Regions from separate parts of the Mus musculus genome. Here regions 1 and 3 are each linked to region 2. The links are chromatin contacts, called in public HiChIP or PLAC-seq and promoter capture Hi-C maps. All regions are on one chromosome and are shown on one strand. Each heading gives the region's core, a stretch centred on a gene start, on an enhancer-like site or on the middle of the called end of the contact. The rest is flanking DNA. Distances are from core to core; before and after follow the strand shown. Region 1 holds the start of Ntsr1 (neurotensin receptor 1). Region 2 holds the start of Gata5 (GATA binding protein 5). Region 3 holds the start of Hrh3 (histamine receptor H3).

Evidence for each region. Promoter capture Hi-C pulls out the DNA fragments that hold promoters and counts their contacts. HiChIP or PLAC-seq counts read pairs in DNA pulled down with a chosen protein or histone mark.
Region 1: a promoter capture Hi-C map of erythroid cells shows a contact between it and region 2, with 2.8 times the contacts expected there. The contact joins the promoter of Ntsr1 here to the promoter of Gata5 in region 2. A contact is called at or near these places in 4 of 39 promoter capture datasets (the SN4741 cell line, embryonic stem cells, erythroid cells and 1 more), 1 of 484 Hi-C or Micro-C datasets (nephron progenitors) and 2 of 115 datasets of contacts at active chromatin or transcription factors (both in embryonic stem cells).
Region 3: a contact with region 2 is called in an HNF4G HiChIP or PLAC-seq map of pancreatic cancer cells. The contact joins the promoter of Hrh3 here to the promoter of Gata5 in region 2. A contact is called at or near these places in 2 of 39 promoter capture datasets (embryonic stem cells and trophoblast stem cells), 1 of 484 Hi-C or Micro-C datasets (embryonic stem cells), 1 of 115 datasets of contacts at active chromatin or transcription factors (pancreatic cancer cells) and 1 of 9 other capture datasets (adipose tissue).

What each region holds. Positions count from the first base shown.
Region 1 is chr2:180,498,677-180,501,376 of GRCm38.p6, reverse strand. It overlaps Ntsr1 (neurotensin receptor 1), which reads right to left and starts at 1,401. Exons shown (of 4, transcript NM_018766.2): 1 at 246-1,401. The coding sequence starts at 959.
Region 2 is chr2:180,333,370-180,336,212 of GRCm38.p6, reverse strand. It overlaps Gata5 (GATA binding protein 5), which reads left to right and starts at 1,534. Exons shown (of 6, transcript NM_008093.2): 1 at 1,534-2,387. The coding sequence starts at 1,844. It overlaps Gata5os (GATA binding protein 5, opposite strand), which reads right to left. Exons shown (of 5, transcript NR_045877.1): 2 at 2,270-2,545; 3 at 1,892-2,031.
Region 3 is chr2:180,103,115-180,105,939 of GRCm38.p6, reverse strand. Hrh3 (histamine receptor H3) reads left to right here and starts at 1,533. Exons shown (of 3, transcript NM_133849.3): 1 at 1,533-2,038. The coding sequence starts at 1,789. It overlaps Gm46782 (a long non-coding RNA gene), which reads left to right. Exons shown (of 3, transcript XR_001783600.2): 3 at 886-1,420.

The DNA of each region.
Region 1 (2,700 bases), core at 152-2,651, 170 kb before region 2:
CACTGGGGCCTACTTTGGGACAAGGGAGAAGAATAAAGTGCTTCTGAGGCACAGTTCTTTCCACAAGGCAACACGGCTGTGTCTCTCCCCAGGTGGTGCCTTGAATCACCGGGACTTCTGAGGTGACACTGCTAAAAGTCTCTGTGTGGCTCCAATAGAAAGAAACAGCCAGACGGGAAACCAGCTGCCCTGGTGTGCCCTCTAATGTGCCACAGCTCAGAGAGTCCCCTTTTAGATGTTCTTACCTGGATGACGACCTTGACGGTGGCTGTGTCCACCGTGGGTGTGCACACCAGGCCACCAGGGTGCTGGCCATCGGCACTGCGGTTCTGCAGGCCCATGGTGAAAAGCATGGGTACAGCCAGCAGCGCCGAGGCTAGCCATATGGCACTGATGAATTTCTTGGTGCGGCTGCGGGACATGAGGGTCTTGGCCTTGAAGGGATGGCAGATGGCCAAGTAGCGCTCCACACTCAGGCTGGCTACATTGAGGGCTGTGGCATAGGTGCAGGCATCTCGCAGGAAATAGTAGCCACGGCAGCCAGCATCCCCAAAGGCCCAGGGATGGTGCACCCAGATGAAGTTGTACAGCTCCACGGGCATGGCCAGCAGCAGGATGAGCAGGTCAGACAGTGCCAGGCTACCCAGGTGGTAATGCACAGTGCTCTGCAGGCTCTGCAGCGACTTCTTCCGCGCTAGAGTGAAGGCTGTCACCGAGTTGCCCACAGTGCCCACCACAAAAAGTGCCAGGTATACAGCGGTCACCAGCACCTTGGAATAAATGTCAGTGTTCACGTCCAGGTTGCTGTTGGGCTCCAGGATGGATTCTGAGGAATTGCCAGAACCATTGCTCAAGCTGAGCGCCAGGAGCATCGTCTCCAGTCCGAACTGTGGATGTGGGAAGGGCTGGGCACCGGGTTCACTTGGGGCTCCCTGCTGCACGGAGCTGTTGAGGTGCATGGTGGGCGCCAGATATGCGGCTTTGTCCTGCACCTTTGAAGGTGAAAGTCCCTCCAGGGGCAGATGAGGAGGCGCTCAGAGGAGAGGGTGTGGAAGCTAAGGGGGGCGTGCCGTCCGGCGGCGAAGCCAGCTATCCAGGAGATCCTGGGAGCTCTGGGGCTCGAGACGTGCCGGCTCAGGGATCCACTCTTCTTTCTCCTTCAGAGTCTGGGATCTGCTTTCCGGTTCTTCCTCGGCACCCCCCCTGGCTCCGAGCCTGCCTAGATCGGGGCTGCTACCGACCTCCAGATTCTGTGGTTGGTTCTCTGCACTCCTGGGTGGCAGCGATGTCCTCAGGACCGCGACCCTGCTGGCTTGTGCTTCGTTGGGCGAGCCTGTGGCGCAGAGAGGAGCGCACGCACGGCTGCCCAGCGTGCTCACCCTCGTTCTCCCTCTTCTGCTTGGAGCTCTTCCCGCACCCGACTTCGCACACCTCCTGCTGCGCCGGAGCCTGCCGGGCTCCTCGCGCTTCCACTGAGCTGGCGGCTGCGCGGCGCGCCCAGCAGTGGAGGAGGGTGGGTGTTGGAGAGTCAGAGACGCCACAGCCACTGTCCCCTCCCCACCCGGATACTGGCTGACGGTTGCTCCTGCACGCTCCCGGGGACCACCTGGGCTAGGATGAGTACCCCAGGAAGCAGAATTCCCTACCAGGCGAGGGAGAATGAGGGGATATTGGATCTTTCCTTTCAACCTCTCCTGGGCAGCACGATCTTTCTTTCACGATCGTTGGTCCCAACTTCTCCCACCCCAAAAAGAAAGCTCCCCGTAGCCGTCTTCAGCTCCCTTAGTGACACGAGGGTGTACTCGAGGGGAAGGCGGAGAAGGAGGCGGCACCCTGCTGATAAGTCAGGGCCTTTGTACAACTGCCTCGACCTCCTCCCTTCTGGGTGCCTGTGGGGTGCCAGAAGCACCCAGGGGGGCCCTCTAGCCTGTGAAGGGTCTGGTGAAGGAAAGCATAGAGCAGGAAGTTAGAGCAGCCCATCTCTCCACGCAGTCTCACGGTCTTAGCTGCCTTTGGGTATGATGGGACCTTCTGCCCTCCTGTAGCCACCTGGATTTGGTCACTAGCAGTGACTCTCAGAGCTGGTGCCCTGTCGTTTCAGAGGGGAAGGGCAGGTTTGTGGGCGACACAGAGCTGCGTCTGTCCTTGCAGGAAACCCTGAAGCCTGTGCACTCAGCCCAGCACAGCTTTTCTCAGGGGACCCTGCCCCAGTCAGGGACCCGGGGAACAAAGGTCTTTTCATCTTGTCCTCTTTGGCAGGGGCCCTGGCCAGAGCTTCCAGGCTTGCTGCCATCTTGCTTGCCCCAGGGCCCTTGCCTCTATTTCCCCACTTGGCTCTCTCAGCCTTTCTCCTGCCCTCTTCCTCCAGAAAACTCCTCCCTGGATCCTGGAGAGTCCCAGGGCAGGAGGGAAGGAAGGCTCAGGGATTGCCGTCCCTGCATGGACCTGGCTGGCTGTACCTGCTGCGCTGGAACTAGGGGTCCTGAGTGGGGGAGAGAAAGGGTAATGAGAGAAGTGGGTGAGGCTTTGACCCAGACCAGGGATCCCTGCGCAGCCAGCGACCCTCAGGCTTCAGTGCCTACTCACACAAAAGCTGGTGCCCTCCACAGAATGTTAACACATGAAAAGCAGTGCTTAAACACTTGGTTTCCAAAGGAAACTACTGTGTCCCCTTAAGAGAAGCCAGTACAGCAGGCTGAG
Region 2 (2,843 bases), core at 285-2,784:
TCCCATTTCATTTAAACATAATCAGGAGGAAGCTGGAGTGCCGTGCTGCCCACTGGTCAATGCCAACTGCACCCAGCAGTCTCCCAAGATGGGCACCTGGACGTCCTTCCTGCTCCAAGACGCTTTGCAAAGAGGAAGACCTGCACAATGGAAGCCTAAAGAGTTCCGAGGAAAAGGGATGCCAAGACTGGAGACCCAAGTATTGCGCATCCCACAGAAAGGAGAACCATGAAGTCAGTGCTGGAAGCATCAACCAAGAGCCCTGACTCAGCCCCCACCTCAAGGAGGGAGGAAAAGGGGAGGCCAGGAGAATGCAGTGGGAGGTAATTTGAAGCAGGAAGCACTGGCAAGCTCCCCTTCCCACGACTACCCGAAGTCAGCTTCTGCTCTGCACCTCCATGGCTCAGATTCTGGGGCCTGTGTCAGGACAGTCTGTACCATCCCCAGGCCCAGGGTGCCCCCCTCACTTCCACTTGTGACTCACAACTAGATCTCCACACGCTGAAGAGAGCAGGTTGCGTGGACACCAGTGTGCAGGCAATGTTCACTCCTTTCTGACTAATAAACTAATCCCGCGCTGAGCGGCAGAAACACTGGACACTGACTTCAAGGTTAGTAGGTGTATTTCCCTTATCTCAGGAGCTCCTGCCTCACCCACGTATCTGTCTGCAGCACCCGGGGGGGCCAGCATGAGAAAGTGAGAAACATTCGCTGCCATCTTCGAGCCCTCCGGGGTTGCTGCACCTTCTGGCCACTCTTCATCTGGAACTCCTAGTAAGGTAAGCCGGAGGACATAAGTCACAACAAAACTGAGCTAGGTGCTCTATCATCAGTCTCTTGCTGAAAGAGACTCTTGCCAAGTTCCTCAGCCTGTGAAAGCCGCGGGACTTGGAGTCTAACAGTCTTCAATTGTGGCCTTAGGACTCTACTCAGAGTTCGCTGGCGCTGGTCAAACAGCGAGTGGTCCTCCTTGTTCAAAAACTCAGTACTGTGGGGTTCCTGGTGGACTTCGAGTCATTGCTGATGAACAAAATACCCAGTGAGAGAATAGCAGCCTGAGCCCTGCGGTTGCCATTGAAGCTAGATTCCCACGTAGGTTCGGGCGTATAGGGGGAATCAATCGCAAGCCAACTTGGCTCCAGCACCTTGTGTCCCTAGATTCAGAAGGGCCTCAGCCACAGGACACTAAACCAGCTTTGGGCGGGAGCTCGGAATAGACGTGGGGCGAGGACTGGCACCCGTGACCGTAGCAACAAAGTTCTAGACGGTTCAGAGCTGCTGCTGTCCCAGGAGTGCTCGCGCTCAGCCTCCTCCCACCCCCTGTTTGTTCGGGCTCAGCCGAGGGTACGCGGGCGAGCTGTGGTCTCAAAGCCGGACAGCAGAGCCTGTTCGGGTCACGTGGCCCCGCGGCTGGAGCCCCGGCGCTGACCCTGAGCGGAGGGAGGGACCGACTAGAAGAGAGAAGGGGCGGCACGGCGGGGGCGGGGCAGCCCAAGTTCCCGGGATTCCCTACAGAGCGGCTCTGTGGAGACCCAGTCTACAACCCACCGGTCACCCTCCCTGGGCCAACGCCGCGCCTTCCTGTGAGGGCTTTGGCTGGCGATCTCTGCGCAAGGCAAGGACCTCGTTCCTAGGGTCCTGCGCCTCATCTAACCCTGTCATTCCACCCAGAGGAGCCCGGGACCTGCCCTGGTGAACCGACTCAAAAAAGTGGAGTGCCCAAGCGGAGCAGCAGCACCTGCCCCGGGCGAGCGCAAGAGCTGATGGAGGGGGCCCAGTGATCCTGCCCTAGACGTCTGCCCGTCTTTCTTCTCTGCAGGTCAAGCTCGCGCGGGGAAAAAAAATGTACCAAAGCTTGGCGTTAGCCCAGAGCCCCGGCCAGGGCACTTACGCCGACTCCGGAGCCTTTCTGCACTCTTCGGGAACCGGCTCCCCGGTGTTCGTGGCACCCACTCGCATGCCCTCCATGCTGCCGTACCTGCCTTCGTGTGAGCCGGGCTCGCAGGCTCCCGCGCTCGCCGCGCACTCCAGCTGGACACAAGCAGTTGCCGCTGATTCCTCAGCCTTCGGCTCCGGAAGCCCGCACCCGCCAGCCGCACACCCACCGGGAGCCACCACCTTCCCGTTCGCTCACAGCCCTCCGGGGTCGGGCAGCGGCGGCAGCGCGGGGGTCCGGGACGGCGGCGCCTTCCAGGGCGCGCTGCTGGCTCGCGAACAGTACCCGACCCCGCTCGGGAGACCCATGGGCGCCTCGTACCCCACAACCTACCCAGCATACATGAGTTCCGACGTAGCCCCTTCGTGGACCTCCGGAGCCTTCGACAGCAGCATCCTGCACGGTCTGCAAGCTCGCCCTGGTGGCCTCCCTGGCCGCAGGACCAGCTTCGGTGAGTACCGGGCTGGGGCTGCCCGGTGGACCTGGCTCTAAAACTAAGGCGCGCAGCAATAAACCCGCGCGCTACGAAATGCAAAAATCCGAGATGCGTTCTTCTGCAGTCAGGGCTTTTCTGCCTAGTCCGACCACGCAGATTCCCGCCTAGAATTGCTAGGACACAGGAAACTTCATGAAACACAATACGATGAAAAACGCTCGATACAGAATTCTTTTCTCAGCACAATAGCAAGAAAATAATATATTTCTGCTTTTCACCCGACCAACCCCCCCCCCCCAAAAAAAAAGCATTCTGGGTTATGTCGATTTGGAACCTACATTTAAAAAGTTTTCACGGGAAGTTTTGGAAAGTATTTTTTGGTTTTAAGACAACCTAGTTCCAAACTTAACAGCAAACCTCCTGCTTCAGCCTTCCAAAGTGCTGAGTTTACAGGCATGAGCGGAGCTGAAA
Region 3 (2,825 bases), core at 284-2,783, 230 kb after region 2:
CCAGTGCAGCCTCTGGACACAGTCAGTGTGCTGTGGAGGGGAGCCGAAGGGTTTGCTTGTAAGAGCAGATCAGAGAAGGCTTTCTGGAGACGATACATTGGAATTTACCCCTCCCCCATAGAAGCTTCCAGGGTGCCTTTGGGGGGCTGAGACTATGGGCTTGGGGTAGAGGCTCCTCTTTGCCAGCATCCCCAAGGCTGGAACAGAGAAATGCCAGTCCCCACTGCCCAAAGTTCTCAGAGAACCACTTGGGGTGGGGGAGGGGCAGGTCCTCACATGACCAGCCTCTGGCTGTCAGTGTGGGGTGCTTGAAGCGGTGCCTGGGGTCCCCCTCCCCCACACTCATACCGTCTACATTTCTGTCCACTTTGAGGCATCCACTGATGTGTGCTGTTGGTGACAGAGGACAGTCACTGCTTCCCCTCTCCCTCGGGCACTGTTCTCTGTCTGTCTGCTGTCTGACTATTCGTGGGTCCCAGCCTGATGCTGGGTGGCTGTTTCCCTGAATGTGAATGTCTGTGTGTCAGAGCGTGGGTGTGTCTGTCTGTCTTCAGGGAGCCTCTGCTGCTGACTCTGTCCTTGACCTCCAGTATCTGTGTCAGAGAAGGGGGGCCGGCGGCTTTCCTCCTCCCCCTCCCACAGGCACTAACGCAGCTGCCACCACCCCGGCTGCACCCAGAACTCAGTGACCTCACCTGTCCCCTGCAGCAGTGACCACCCCACTAAGGTATCTCAGGGGGCATTCGTGGCCCGAACCAAGCTGCTTTGTGGGTCGCCCCTCCACCCACTGCCGCTGAGTTCTGGGTGAATGTTCTCAGCTCTGGGCTGGGTCCGCTCAGGCTCGTTCTTCCCTTATGTAACTCCACATCTGTGTGTGCCTTGCAGGTCACCCTGGACCCTGTTCTGAGCTCTGTCTAACCACGTGGAGATTGAGACCCCACAGTTCTGTGCATATGAGGCTGGAGAGAACCCCTGTTCCCGGCATCACTTTCAGGGACCCCTCCCCAATCTTTCTTTGGACATCTCTTACCCCAGAAACCTACTTGCCCAAAGCAAGATGCGAAAGGGAGTCCTGAGGCGCAAGTTCCCTAGAGCTGCGGGGCAGCCATTCTCCACCCCACCCGGGCAGTGTCCTAGGTCCTGACAAGCTTAGGAGCTACGGACAAGGGTCGGGCAGGGGTCACCAGGGGCGAGGGCACGAGGGCGAACGGATAGCCAAGGGACCAGCTTCTAGGTGCGACCTCAGACATGGTCCCAGCCCTGTAGCTGGTTATTGCCCGAGTCGGGCTCTCCGCCAGCCACGGTGCGCACCGGGGCAGGGGTTCTAGTCGGCCGGCGGGCACGCGGCGCTGTCCGTGGTGCTGCCCGCGCCGGGCGGGGCGGAGGCGGGACGGAGGCGGGGCGAGGGCGCCAGCCAATGGCGGGGGCTCTGCGCGGGGCGCGGGGGGCGGCGGGCCGATCGCGGGGCGCACTTGGCTGCGCGCTGAGCTAGGGGTGCACCGACGCGCCGCGGGCGGCTGGAGCTCGGCTTTGCTCTCGCTGCAGCAGCCGCGCAGCCCGCCCCACTCTGCTCAGATTCCGATACCAGCCCCCTCTGCATCACCCTCCCGGACTCCAGACTCGGCTCTCGCTCCGGTCCCGCGGACCATGCTCCGGGCGCCCCCCGGAAAACCGGGCTGGGTGAAGAGCCGGCAAAGATTAGGCTCAAGAGCAGGGGCCCCGCCCGGCCACCCAGCACTCGGCCCCTGCCCTGCCCAGTGTCCCCGAGCCCTGTGAGCCTGCTGGGCCATGGAGCGCGCGCCGCCCGACGGGCTGATGAACGCGTCGGGCGCTCTGGCCGGAGAGGCGGCGGCTGCAGGCGGGGCGCGCGGCTTCTCGGCTGCCTGGACCGCTGTCCTGGCTGCGCTCATGGCGCTGCTCATCGTGGCCACAGTGCTGGGCAACGCGCTGGTCATGCTCGCCTTCGTGGCGGATTCGAGCCTCCGCACCCAGAACAACTTCTTTCTGCTCAACCTCGCCATCTCCGACTTCCTCGTGGGTAAAGCCCCCAGACCCTGTCCGCTGCCAGAGTCCAGGGGCGCGGAGCCCGGGCTGGGCAATGGGGCTTGGCGCTTCGACCTGGGGTGGCTTCTCAGGGGTTCGGCCTTGGGAGAGGAGCTCTAGAAACCTTAGGATGGTGGGCGCGGGAGAAGTTCCTCGCCTCCCGGGCCGCAAGACGGGGGCTAGGTAGGGATGTCCCCGGGGAGGCTGCCCCAGCCGGCGGGCGCTCAGCAAGGCGCAAGGCGCAGCGACCGCCGGTGCAGCGTTGGCTCCTGCGCCGAACCAAACAAAGGCAGCGGCGCCGGACTCAGGATGCTGGGAGGACGCTGGGGGGGAGGGGACATGGAAGGGGGATTTGGGGAGGTGTGCTGGGGAAGGGGACCGTAGGGAAGGCGGGGGGTGAGATGAGGGAAATGCTCCGAGGAGCTCGTTCTCACGTGTCCAAGCTCTGCTCCCAACTGGGGGAGGGGGGGCGGGGCTCGCGGTGGGGGCCGGAGCGCCAGACACCTGTTGGGGCTGCGAGCTGCTGCGTCTCCCAGACGCTGGAAGCCGGTTTGGGCGGTGAGAGCGGCTGGCGCGGCTGCAGCCAAGAACCCTTTAAGCCAAGAGAAAAGCTTTCTCGGTTTTTAAGCTGAGAAGGGAGGCTGTCCAACAGCCAGGGTAGAGATGGATGATCGGCTCCAGAGCCAATCAAGCCAGGGAGGACATATATCCCATTTTCCTCTTTTGGCGGTTGGTGGGGCTGGCAGAAGCCCAGGTTTTGTGTTCAGAGGTCCCTATGTGGA